3 separate regions of the Mus musculus genome follow, and all the other regions are linked to region 3. The links are chromatin contacts, called in public HiChIP or PLAC-seq maps. All regions are on one chromosome and are shown on one strand. The core of a region is the stretch at or near the end of the contact, and the rest is flanking DNA. Distances in the headings are between cores, read along the strand shown. Region 1 has its middle 16 kb from the start of Gm41067. Region 2 overlaps Gm41067 (a long non-coding RNA gene). Region 3 overlaps Slc38a9 (solute carrier family 38, member 9).

Region 1 (3,936 bases), core at 978-3,477, 69 kb after region 3:
AAAAAGTTAACACAAGTCCTAAAACTGTAATGCCGATCACAGAAAAAGAGACTGCCTCTTTTTTTCCTGGGCTCCTTGAAAACAAATTCACTGGGCATAACTTACACCTGATGAGCGGCACCTAGTAGCACACGCCTTTAATCCTAGCAGGGGAGGCAGAGGCAGGCCCATCTCCATGAGTTTGAGACCAGCCTGGTCTCCATTGTGAGCTCCAGGACAGCCAGGGCTGTGTCTCAAAAACATGGAACAAATACATAGCCAAGGAGATAGGAGCAGAGTCTTGCCTCTACTCACACGTGCAGATGCCAGCCTGGGAGATGCCGGGGCTGATCTTCAGGCTCTTAGAGAACTATCCCTCCTGAAAGTACCCTTGCTCTCGGCAATCACATAACTTGTAGCTAGGCTAGGGGCAGGGTACCTGGAAGGAGGGGAGTTAGGGACCCTGTCTCACTCTATCGATCATTATAGTGAGATATGTATCCGTGTGTCTTATGGAATAGTATGTGTATCTGTTTGCTAGAGTTGTTATTACAAAGCACTACACACTGGGTGGCTTCCGCAATGGAAACTTATTCTTTCCTGGTTCTGGTGGCTAGACTTTGGTTGGTAGGTAGTCTTGGGTATTTTCTGAGGACTGTGCATGGCTGGGCAGTCTCTCCCTCTGCATGATATGCCTCTGAGTTTCCATTTCCTATCAGGCCCCCAATTAATCCTGGATTTGGGCCCATCCTGATGACCTTATTTTGAACTTAATTGCCTCTCTAAAGACTCGTATTTTTAAATAACATCCAACTCTGAGGACTCTTAGGACCTCGACATGTAAACACTGGGAGACACAATTTTATCTAAACACCAAGCAACCTGCCTGGCTTTGGTTTCCCCATTAGAGGAGAATGCGGGCCTCAGTCCTCCTTAAGAGCTCTTTCAGACCCAGTGTTCCAAGATTTACTCAGCCCTTTGCAGCTGCCAAACCTGGCCCCACCATTCACTTGGCTGTAACTACAAGAATTTTCCCTCCTTGGTCCTGCCAGGCAGGCCCGGAGCAGGAGGGAGATGCGTGAGGAAACGGTGCAAGGGTGGGGTTTCCTTTTAACTTTTTTTGTTGTTGTTTGCACTAGTTCTGTAACAGGACAAACATTCGGAGCAGAGTGAAACGGGGGTCCTGTCATCCTAAAGCAATGCCATGCTTCTTTTCCTAAATACGAGGTGTCGTGTGCGCCAGCTGCCATGACAAAATCCATCCAGGAGAGCCTAGGTAGTTTGTTCTCTCTGCCAATTCGCTGGCAGCAGAATGCTCCCCCAGCTGTCCTCCAGCCAGGCTAGGAACTAAGTGGAACCCGCCAGCCTCCGGGGTTGGGAGGGCTTAGAGACAAGAGGGGGCGGGGCTTAGAGACAAGCGCCAGAGGGGGACCCGGAGGGGGAAAAGGACAGGGAGGAAAGGGCAAGGGAGAGACAGATATAGAGGGGAGAAAGGAGAAAGGAAGAAGTGGGGGAGGAAGGGAGAGGAGAGGCAGGAAGGCAAAGAAAGACAGGAGGAAGGAGGAAGGAAATATCACTGGCCTGGAGGGGTAACCTAGTTTCTTTAAGGGGCCCAGACAGGAAGGGCAAAAGGCCGGGCTCCAGGCCTGGCGATCATAGAAATTACGGTCTGGTCAGCATCATCTTTAGGGAGAATTTAGAAAAATTGGGGTTTGCTTGCCTATAAATAAAAAAAAAAAAAAAAAAAAACATGGGTTTTTGAAAGCCTAACCTAAGGACACGAAACCTATATAAGGAAGCAGCGCCGGGCTGTAGTTAACCCAAGGCCCAGAGCAGTCCACTTCCTTTCTTTGTGTCTTTTTTTACTCCTAGTCTCTAAATGTGGAGATGGTAATGCCATTGCACTCGGCTCAACTTAAAAATACCTTCTTCTAAGCCACCTGACTCCCCGCCCTCACCCCCACCCCCACCCCCACCCCCACCCTCCGTACTTCTAGCCAGTAAGGAATCTTCCATGGTCACCTGATCATGGTCTAGTGAGCCTTGCTGGAAGCATCCAAGACTCCAGATGTTGAACACAGCCAGGGCACACAGCTCCACCACTCACCCTGACTGTCCTCCTCATCTTAAGAATGTGCCAAACCTTTATGTTCAAGCCTTTTTTATTAGGAGCACCTTGGCTTCCTATCCAAGTCATCTGGAGAGATTCCCCCGTGGGGCTTTCTTCCCAGCTTTTATGATGTTTAAGAGTGAGTCGCGGGTGCTGCTTTCTGGCTCTGAGTACATCCACGTCTTTCTTTCTCTTCCCACCCTGTGTGGCAGTGAAGGGAAAGGCCGGCCTTGTGACCCTGCTTCTTCTGCTACTAAATGTATGATTGGGAAAAGGGCCTCTGCAGGCAGAAAAAGTGGTTCATTTATCGTGAAAAACATTTGTGGTGTTGGTGGGTTGAACCTAATTATAATAACATGCAACAGCTTTCTCTGGCTCAGTCCTATATCTCAACTGGGTTCTCTCTCTCTCTCTCTCTCTCTCTCTCTCTCTCTCTCTCTCTCTCTCTCTCTCTCTCTCCTCGATGGTTCATCTCAACAGCAGGCACCTTGGGATGCTTATTAAACCCGGCATATGGGGAATCATATTCATTTCTATCTTTGAAAAATAACAAACAAATCAGATCTCTGGTAGCCCAGGCTAGCCTCAGATTCACTGTGTAGCTGAGAATGCCCTTCACTGTGGTCCTCCTGCCTCTGCTTCCCAAGTGCTGAGGTTACAGGTACACGCCATTGCTCTCTCTCCCTTTGTGCCTAGCTGGGGATCAAACCCCATGCTCTGTGCATCTACGCCAGCACTCTGTCCCCTGAATCACCTCCCCATCCATGTTCACTCGTTCTAAAGCAGAAATGATCTGTTTCCCCTGAACCAAGCACAGAGCTTAGTCATAAGGACACCAGAACAGGAAAGGCTTCCTGCCTGGGAGGAACTCTGTTCTACTGTCTCCTGGTCCGTGACAGCTTCTGGACTAGGGTTCACTTTAATTTTTTCAATGTGTGATACCCGTACTTCCTTTTCAAGGAAGACCTTGGCATCCTTGCTAGCACAGAGCATGGATATCTGCCAGATCTCTGACCCCAGCCAGACTTCCAGGCTCCTCTCGCTCCCATCCTTCCTGTCGATGCGCGGAGCCCTGTGCTGGGAGTGTCTACTGGAGTAGACACTCTGTCCACAGGTGAAGGTTAGGTCTTCCAGTTCCTGCGGATTTGACGTCACTAAGCCCTTGCTTCCATGGAGACTCAGTCTCATCCTTTATCCTCACAGTCCACCTCGGGCTAACCAGATCGGCGTGGGCTAAGAGCGCCTCTGTCATACAGGACAGTAGGACATCCGAGAGAGTGTTCTTCTGTTTCCCTTAGCCAAGTCTAGATGACTGAGTTGTCAGAGTGATAACTGGTGGCCGCAGCCCAGCTGGGTCCCCTATTTGTAACCACCTGTGGGGCCTTGCCTTCTGTCAGGGTATGAGGACAGAGAAAGTTTCCTGAGCAGAGGAGTAAAAATGAGTACTGGGCACAGCCAAGGAAACCATACAGCAGTAGGCCATTCCAAATGCTTAGCCTGCGTCTAGCATGGGAGGCAATCAGACATCCCCTCATGCTTGCTTTGTAAGGGGCCCTGTGCTCTTCATAAACATCCATGTGGAACAAGCTAGAGGTGCCACTGTAACAACCCTCCAAGGAGCTGAGGCAGGAGGATTGAGAATTCCCTGTCAGCTTGAGCTACAGAATGAGACTCTGCTTGTCCCCCTCCCTAAAAAAAAAAAGGAGCCCCTGAAACCAGAAAGCTGTTCTAGATAGGCACTAACCACAACAACAACAACAACAACAACAACAGCAACGACAACAGACAATAAAATGGTAATGCATGATCCCTAACTGGATAATAGGTTGAAAAAGGTACAGCTGTAA
Region 2 (3,814 bases), core at 700-3,199, 95 kb after region 3:
TGTGTACATAGAAGCTTGTTACTGTCTCATAGGACAACAGAGGTATGAAGCCTTCTGGAATCCATATTATATGGCCATAGTATATGCTGGAGTGAACAGTATGTAGTAACTTATTAATAAGCACCTATCAGAAATTCATTTGATTAGATTTAGGGGAGATATTTTTTACCCTACCTATGAATATTTCTGTTACAAAAAAAAAAAAAAGTAGGGAATGAGAGCAGCTCCCCACCCCAAGCTTATTAAATTGTATTGTTTGGCACACAGATGTATAACGTTAGGAATCCCTCGACCTCAAACATATTAGGCAAACATTTTACTACTAAGCTACGGCCGCCAGCACCAGTCTACAATTCTCTTGAACTGAATTAAATCTTCATGGAATTAAATCAGATGTTTAAAACCAGGAAGCCAGGCCTATGAAATAAAGCTATGAGCCAGAGGTGATGATTCAGAAGAGAGCATCTCAGCTCACAGGATGCTGAGGCAGAGCTAGCAGGGTTCAGGGGTAGCCTGTGCTATGCAAGTAAGGGAAATGCGAGCCGGAGCCACAGGGGCCTCAGCTGTCGGAATTCCATAGTGGAAAAGGCAGGTAATAGAGAAAAAATATCAATATAAAGTACTCATGGTAGGAATGGCACAGTATGAATACATTGGACTCTATGTGCTGGTGTCTAAGGAAGCTGGGCAGACCCGGTCCTCATAATGCTGAGATATGACATTCCAGTGTACATCATAGAAGTGTGTTCTTGTGATCACCAGAACACAGTAGCCCCAAGCCCGGAAGCTACTCCCGTTCCCCTAAACAAGAAACTGTAAATACCCTGTAGCATATTCCCAGAGAGGAAAACTTTGCAGAAGTGAGAATGGACGACCCCAACACCCCATGCAACTTGGCTGCGTCTGCGAAGCTATTCTGGGTGAAGGAAAAGACAATCTAGTCGCAGCGATACGAAGGTATCTTGCTGATACTCAATACCAACCACAGAATCCCACTGATTTTCATTTCAAATGCATGAAACTTTTGTTGGTAGCTGGATACGGCAACACACGCACGTAAATGCACATACCCGGAAGGAAGGCTGGGGCGGGAAGGTCACGAGTTCTAGGCTAGTCTAGGCTACACGGCAAGACCCTATCTCAAACTGACAAAAATTAACTTGTTATCCTTTATAGTCACGGATCTCCTGAGGACCAGAGGGTTGCTTAAATGGCATTATGGTCTAGATCTTGAATGTGCCCTAATGTCAGGGTTTGAAGGCTTGGGCAGTGGGTCTCACACAGTGAGACGTTGTAGGAAAAACTCAGGTCATGGCTGGGCTGGGCAAGGTGGGTCATACCTTTAACCCCAGTCCTTGGGAAGTAGAACAGGGGGCTCTCTGTGGGCTTGAGGCCAGCCCGCTCTACACAGCAACCTCCAAGGATGATAGAAGATAGAAGCTGGTTAGTTAGGGCAGGGGTCTCCAAGCAGCAGTTCTGGTAATTACCTTGCTGGAGGCCAGGAATGCCAGAATAGGGTCCCAGCTCTCCCTCCTCCTTATCTCCTTGCCTAAGGGCTCTTCTCCATTATGTAAATGAAGGTAAGGAAGGCACCTGGACACCTACCTAAGTGAGTCAGCTGGATTGACAAGAAGCTGTGAGGTCAGAGCGTCCATCCTAGGGGAGGAGGAAGGTCAGGAGATTGAAAATGACGCAAGGAGTCTCAGGCTGCTAAGACAAGCTTTATTCACCTCTGCCAAAGACCACCACACAGACAGGCAGGCACCTACCTACCTATGCATAAGACAGGCACCCTGGCTGGCTGATGAAACAAAGGCAAAGGCTCCAACTAGGGCTGGTGTCTCGGACCTCAAGGCCAGTTTTATATTAAATCCACACAAAAGTGGCAGTCTGACAGGAATGTTGCATAACAGCAACATCATATTTTATTTCCAGTCTCCTGGACATCTGATATCAGCCATTTTGTGCTGACTCATAGCTCCCAGATGTCCAGTGTTCACCACCGATGCTCATGTCGGAGTCTACACCAGCCTCATCTTTTCTGAAGATGAACTGGCCCTTACCGCCCCTGTTCCTGTAGAAGCTCACCCCTGCCTCCTACCTCACTGAAGTTTCTGCAGTAAATCTTTTTAAAAGGCCACCCTTGCTATCCTATTTCTAGGAACCCACCCCCACCCCTACCCTAGTTCTCCTTCTCAAGCTCCCACCCATAAATCTATAATAAACTTTTCTCTAAAACTCACCATCACTGGTCAGTGAATTTTGTTCTTCCCATTTAAAAGCCAACAACAACCTGAAGGCCAGACTCAGGGTAGCTTTGGTGACTACTGAGTCTGCAGGATCCTAGATACCAGAGAAAGACTCAATCGTGATCAAGACACTCCAACTTTCCCATGTCACCAAGCCAGTCAGAATTACATAGTAAGACCCGATCTCCTTTCCAAAAGGAGGGGATGTTCTTCTTAAAATTAGTAGAAGAAAAGAGCCAAGTGATGGTGACTCAGACCCAGGACACCAGAGGCAGTAGCAGGCAGATCTCTCAGTCTGAGGTCAGTCTGGTCTACAGAGCAAGTTCCAGAACAGCCAAGGGCTACACAGAGAAACCCCATTGGGAAAACCAAAAGGAAGAAGAGGAGGAGGAGGAAGCAAGGGGAATTGACAAGAGGGCAGTGTGAGGAAGGCTGCAGAAGGAGAAGAGGCGGCGGCGGCAGCACGGGAGACATGACATGTCCTCAAGAGAGGCATTGGCGCCCTGGCCCTTCTCCTTCACTTGCTTCCTAGCTGGCATGAGGCAAACAGCTTTGCTTGTTTTCTGCCTCATCATAGGACTGAAGCCAATGGAGCAAACTAGCCATGGACAGAAAGCATAAACCCAAATAAGTCTCTTTTCCTCCCCAGTTGTCCATCTTGGGTATACTGTCACTGTGGTTGAGAGCTGTCTGGTACACACTCTGTCCCCAGTGCTTGCGGCTATATAAACACAGTATTTATGTCAATATTTCCCTCCTTATACAATCCTTCTTAGCTAGTCATAAAAAGAAAATATCTCCCAGGCATCTATAGTCTTCACACACTAATTTATACTATAAAAGGAACCTTGTATTTGTGATTAAATTAAAACTGCAAGAAAGAGATGATTCTAGGATATCTGACAGATCCACGTTACAAATCACGTGTGTTTTAAAGTTCTCAGAGAGAACCTTCTGATGTGGTCAGAGGGGCAGGTGGCATGGAAGACCCATAAAGAGATGCCAGTTGCTGTCTCTCAAGATAGAGGATGTGGCCACAAGCCAAGGAATGTGAGCAGCCTTTAGAAGTTGGAAAACACAAAGAAACTGTCTTTTTCTGATACCACGTAGAAAGGGACGTGGTCCTGCCAACGCCCTGATTTTAGTGGTGTGTCTTGACTCATGACAGACTTCTGACCTACACAGCTGTAAGAGAACACATCTGGTCATTAACTTGGTCACAATTTGTAGCAGTGGCAACAGGAAAATGAGTATGCCTTCATTCTGAACTTAGAAACACAGCTTTTTCTGCATGTCCTGCTTTCGGTCCTTACGGGTTGCCACTATCAGTGACATCAACAACGACTTCGGGCTATTGGAAGTTAGACGAGGGGAGAGTCGTGAAGTATACCAAGGCAATCAAAATGTGGAATTGTACAGCCCAGTCCTAGTCAATACTTCTATAACACAGCTACCAAGCTGAAGGCTTCCTCAGGGAACGTTGCAGAAGAGGGAGTGGAAAGATTATTGTTCAGAGCCAGAGGGGCAGTGAGCTCAATGTGACACTGTGTCTCCTGTGAATGTCT
Region 3 (3,550 bases), core at 110-2,609:
TCATGTGGGCACTCAAGTCCAACATGTGGGATAAGGGAGGCACAGTGGGGAAGAGTTTGATACACCAGCCAGGCTTTCAGTCTGGACAGCATACGTCAGTATAGCCAGTATCTGTATGGATGCAAGTTGCACGAACTGGCCGATGGAATGAGATCACAGGAGAGAACTCCTGTTCTGAGAACTCTAGGATTCCTTACATTTAAAAATTAGAGCTTTGAGAAGTAATCAGTCAAAGAAGCAGATGCACTGGCTTCCTTCCTTTAGATTAAACCCTGTGTTAGCATGTGAAAATCTCCATACACTGACCAACGTGTGTTTTAAAATATATCTCATACTTTTTCTTTTTGATTCTCTCTCTTCTCCCTCCACTCCCATGTGTTCTGGTGTGTGTGTGTGTGTGTGTGTGTGTGTGTGTGTGTGTGTGTGTACAGGGAGTGAATCCAAGGCTTTACACATGCTGAGCCTGTGAGTTACATCCCTAGTCTTCTGTTCTTTGAAACACTTTTTTCTCCTATTGACCATACCTCTCTAAGATTCAGCTTACCTATGAATTCCCCGACAGTCTGCCAGATGATGTAGTTCCCTCTTCTGTGTGTCTCCCATCCCCCACATAACCCAAGCATCACACAGCTCTCCCAATTGCCTTGCTCCCATTGTTGCATGAAACACTTGGTTCCTTCCCTCTGGGTCTATGCCACTTATTTATATATCTCTGTGGCAGGTTATTGTACAGTCCTCGTGGGTCTGTGTTCTAGTCACTGTTTAATGCCTAACTCAAATGCAGATTACTTGGTTGGAACTTAAATAATGTTTATATAATAAGTTGGAAAACCACTTCTAAATAAAGTAGCCAAAGTAGAGAAGCTTATGTAAGCTCAGCCTTGGCACCTGGGCTTCAAGCTGGGCTGCAGGGCAGGTGTTTGTAAAGAGATGGTGGTCTTTGGGCTTCAGAGGAAGTAAGAAACACACCCGGGGGCCAGCCCTCACCAGCATTCCCTAGCAGCAGGGCTTTCTAGATGCAGTGGCCTGAGTAATTTCTTTTTCTGCCCTGTGTACTGAAAAGCTTTCTGTTGGGAACGTGTTTTACCAAGTAGGTAGAAGCAAGTACAGAGGCTTGCTATTTGAAAGTGTATCTGTGTAACATTTTTGGAATACTTGATTGCCTTGTTATTTTTGTCTGTTTTTGTTTTGTGTTAATAAATTACCCCAACCAGTCTGTTGGGTGTTAGAACACTTCAACTTCCATAGGGATGCAAATAACTGGGCAATTTCAAATCAAGATTTCCATACTGGGTATGAGCCTTGCCATGAGTCATAGAGTTGTTACTAAACCCTCACAGGAGCGTGGCTTGGCAGTAGAAGGGTGGAGACAGATTGAAAAGCCAAAAGATTTTAAGGAATTTAAGGAGTACACTCTAAAAAAGGTGTTAGCAGGAGTGTGGTTTCGTTGTTTATGTGTGCATTAAATGAATATATGAGAATTGAATCACATTTTAAAATATGTTGTAAATTTTGCTCCAAATTAAAACACTCTTGCTTTGGCATGAGCTTAACTATTTACAAGGTGAGACAGATATGCCCTCTTTGTTCTCATTGGGTACAGCTGAACTGCGTGTCAAATGGCAAGTGACCCTGATAGGCACAATTGAAAGAGAGTTCAAAGATAAAAGCTCTTGAGTCTTTTACCCTGAACATTATCCTCTATGTAGTGTTCTTCATTTTTAAAGTGTTTTAAGTAAAGTTCATATTTTCACTTTCTAAAATGTGTTTCTAATAATTCACCAAAAATATGCTGAATTGTATATTTTTAAAGAGAATCTGTTTTGAAAAAATTCCAAAATATTTGTTTGAACAGGCACTCAACATCTCGATGAAAACGGTTGGAAAAGAAAAGCTTTCAAAGCCATTCTGTTCTCAGAGTACCCAAGCCAACTAAACTGGTACAGTTAACGCGCCAGCCAGAGGCAGGAGCCAAGGCCTAACACTTCCCGGACTGCTTTGCAGCAGACCTTCAAACCAACCTAGTGGTTAGATGTTAATGCCGTTGAATTCCAGAGTAAACAGTGACAAGAAGACCATCTATACCTCTTTCTATCAATATTAGTCCTTTAGTAGCCCAAGTATCTGCCTAAAGTTAACATTCTTGAGTTTTGTGGGGCACTGATCCTGCTGGAAAATCCTGTAGAGTGTGAGCTTCCTAACGTAGTAGTATCTCTGAGATGCCTGTGTGCATGCGTGTGCATGCACGCGTGTGCATGCGTGTTTTGGAGGCTAGAGTCAGTGCTGACTGAATATCTTCCTCCACTGCCCTCCGCCTTATCTCTTGAGACCCTGGAGCTCATCAGCTTGCCTAGATGGGCTAGGGCTAGCCAGTGGGCTCCGGTGCTTCATCCGTTTCTACCTCCTCCCCAGAGCTGGGGTTAAAGCCGTGTCCCTGTGCTTGCCTGTGTGTCCTGCAGATCTAATTGCAGTTCCTCATACTGTGCAGCAAGCACTTTACTAACTGGACCATCGCCCTAGCCCTCAGATATCAATATTTGTTCATCACCTTTAAGAATCACTATCATGGTAGAAGTAGAAATAATACATCATATCGTAACACTTTTGAGAGATTGGTGGTTATATTAGGCTGCCAAATATATATGTAGTGATTGTTTAGCCTCTGGCCCACTCATTTTTACTATATCCCCCTTATAATTTATTAATAGCACTTAATGCATTTGCCAGTATGTTTGATATGCTATGTTGATCTCTCTGCCCATGGCTTTACTTTTATAAATGCTCTTGTTACTATTCATGAAATTGACTAGTTGATACCTACTATATTTGAATGTTGTCATGGAGAATAAATAGCAAGTGACTCAAATGTTCTGTATGTCAGTTAGAAGGCTAAACTCAACTACCGTTTCTTAGGTATCAGAGTTTGTTAGAAAAGTAGCAGAAATGAAACTTTCTTGGGGGTTTGTTTTCTTTTGTTTTCCCATTGTTTTTACCAATGTGTAAGAGTAACAGCCACAGTTTGGGGCACAGCGCTGTTTCCTGCTTCTAAGAGGCTGAGACTTGGCGGAGCCATGCGATTCTCCCTTGTCTCTCCATTTTGGAGTGCTCGTTCTGGGAAAGTTAGAAAACACCTGAGGGAGGTTCAGATGGCGCTGAAGGGCTGACTGGAGATGATGGTTGAAAGCTAGAGTCTGCAGTTCATCAGGACATAGTGAGGAAGGACACGAACATAAATATTAGGACATTAGAGTACGTTACCAGGATCCAAGGAAAGTCCATGAGGCAAAGCTCTCCGGTGCTGCCATGTTCCATTTGACCCAGTTTGGATCCCCACACAAAGAGAGAGGTTGAGGTCACTGGTCCTTAGGACATGATGTTTGTCAAAGGAAATGACTTTGGCCTATAGAGGAAGGAGTGGAGTGCCCTCTTCAGTAAAAGGACATTCGGTCTATAATTTCTCTGATTCAGTGCCAGAGTATTTTAAAAAACTAATCAAAGCAGTTTCTCTCTCACTTAAATCGTTGGAGACCCACAGCTGATACATTTTGTT

What was found. HiChIP or PLAC-seq counts read pairs in DNA pulled down with a chosen protein or histone mark.
Region 1: a contact with region 3 is called in a CTCF HiChIP or PLAC-seq map of the NIH/3T3 cell line, with 12 read pairs. The contact joins two enhancer-like sites. A contact is called at or near these places in 2 of 15 datasets of contacts at CTCF or cohesin (the G1E-ER4 cell line and the NIH/3T3 cell line), 23 of 484 Hi-C or Micro-C datasets (3T3-L1-derived adipocytes, the C2C12 cell line, the C3H10T1/2 cell line and 14 more), 3 of 115 datasets of contacts at active chromatin or transcription factors (embryonic fibroblasts and embryonic stem cells) and 1 of 9 other capture datasets (adipose tissue).
Region 2: an H3K27ac HiChIP or PLAC-seq map of embryonic fibroblasts shows a contact between it and region 3, with 20 read pairs. The contact joins two enhancer-like sites. A contact is called at or near these places in 1 of 39 promoter capture datasets (the 3T3-L1 cell line), 2 of 15 datasets of contacts at CTCF or cohesin (the G1E-ER4 cell line and the NIH/3T3 cell line), 15 of 484 Hi-C or Micro-C datasets (3T3-L1-derived adipocytes, the C2C12 cell line, the G1E-ER4 cell line and 8 more), 6 of 115 datasets of contacts at active chromatin or transcription factors (the NIH/3T3 cell line, embryonic fibroblasts, embryonic stem cells and 2 more) and 1 of 9 other capture datasets (pancreatic islet).

Annotation. Positions count from the first base shown.
Region 1 is chr13:112,750,609-112,754,544 of GRCm38.p6, forward strand. No RefSeq gene overlaps it. Among named protein-coding and RNA genes, the nearest start is that of Gm41067, 16 kb to the right of the region's middle. Within about 2 kb of position 2,228, at least 112 of the 459 cell types and tissues checked have an H3K27ac peak or open chromatin away from gene starts, as enhancers often do. A contact at or near this core is called in the NIH/3T3 cell line and muscle stem cells, where this site is marked.
Region 2 is chr13:112,776,727-112,780,540 of GRCm38.p6, forward strand. The region is part of intron 2 of Gm41067 (a long non-coding RNA gene); the gene reads left to right. Among named protein-coding and RNA genes, the nearest start is that of Gm41067, 10 kb to the left of the region's middle. Within about 2 kb of position 1,950, at least 26 of the 459 cell types and tissues checked have an H3K27ac peak or open chromatin away from gene starts, as enhancers often do. A contact at or near this core is called in tail fibroblasts, where this site is marked.
Region 3 is chr13:112,682,207-112,685,756 of GRCm38.p6, forward strand. The region is part of intron 2 of Slc38a9 (solute carrier family 38, member 9); the gene reads left to right. Among named protein-coding and RNA genes, the nearest start is that of Gm52034, 11 kb to the left of the region's middle. Within about 2 kb of position 1,360, at least 32 of the 459 cell types and tissues checked have an H3K27ac peak or open chromatin away from gene starts, as enhancers often do. A contact at or near this core is called in the NIH/3T3 cell line, muscle stem cells and tail fibroblasts, where this site is marked.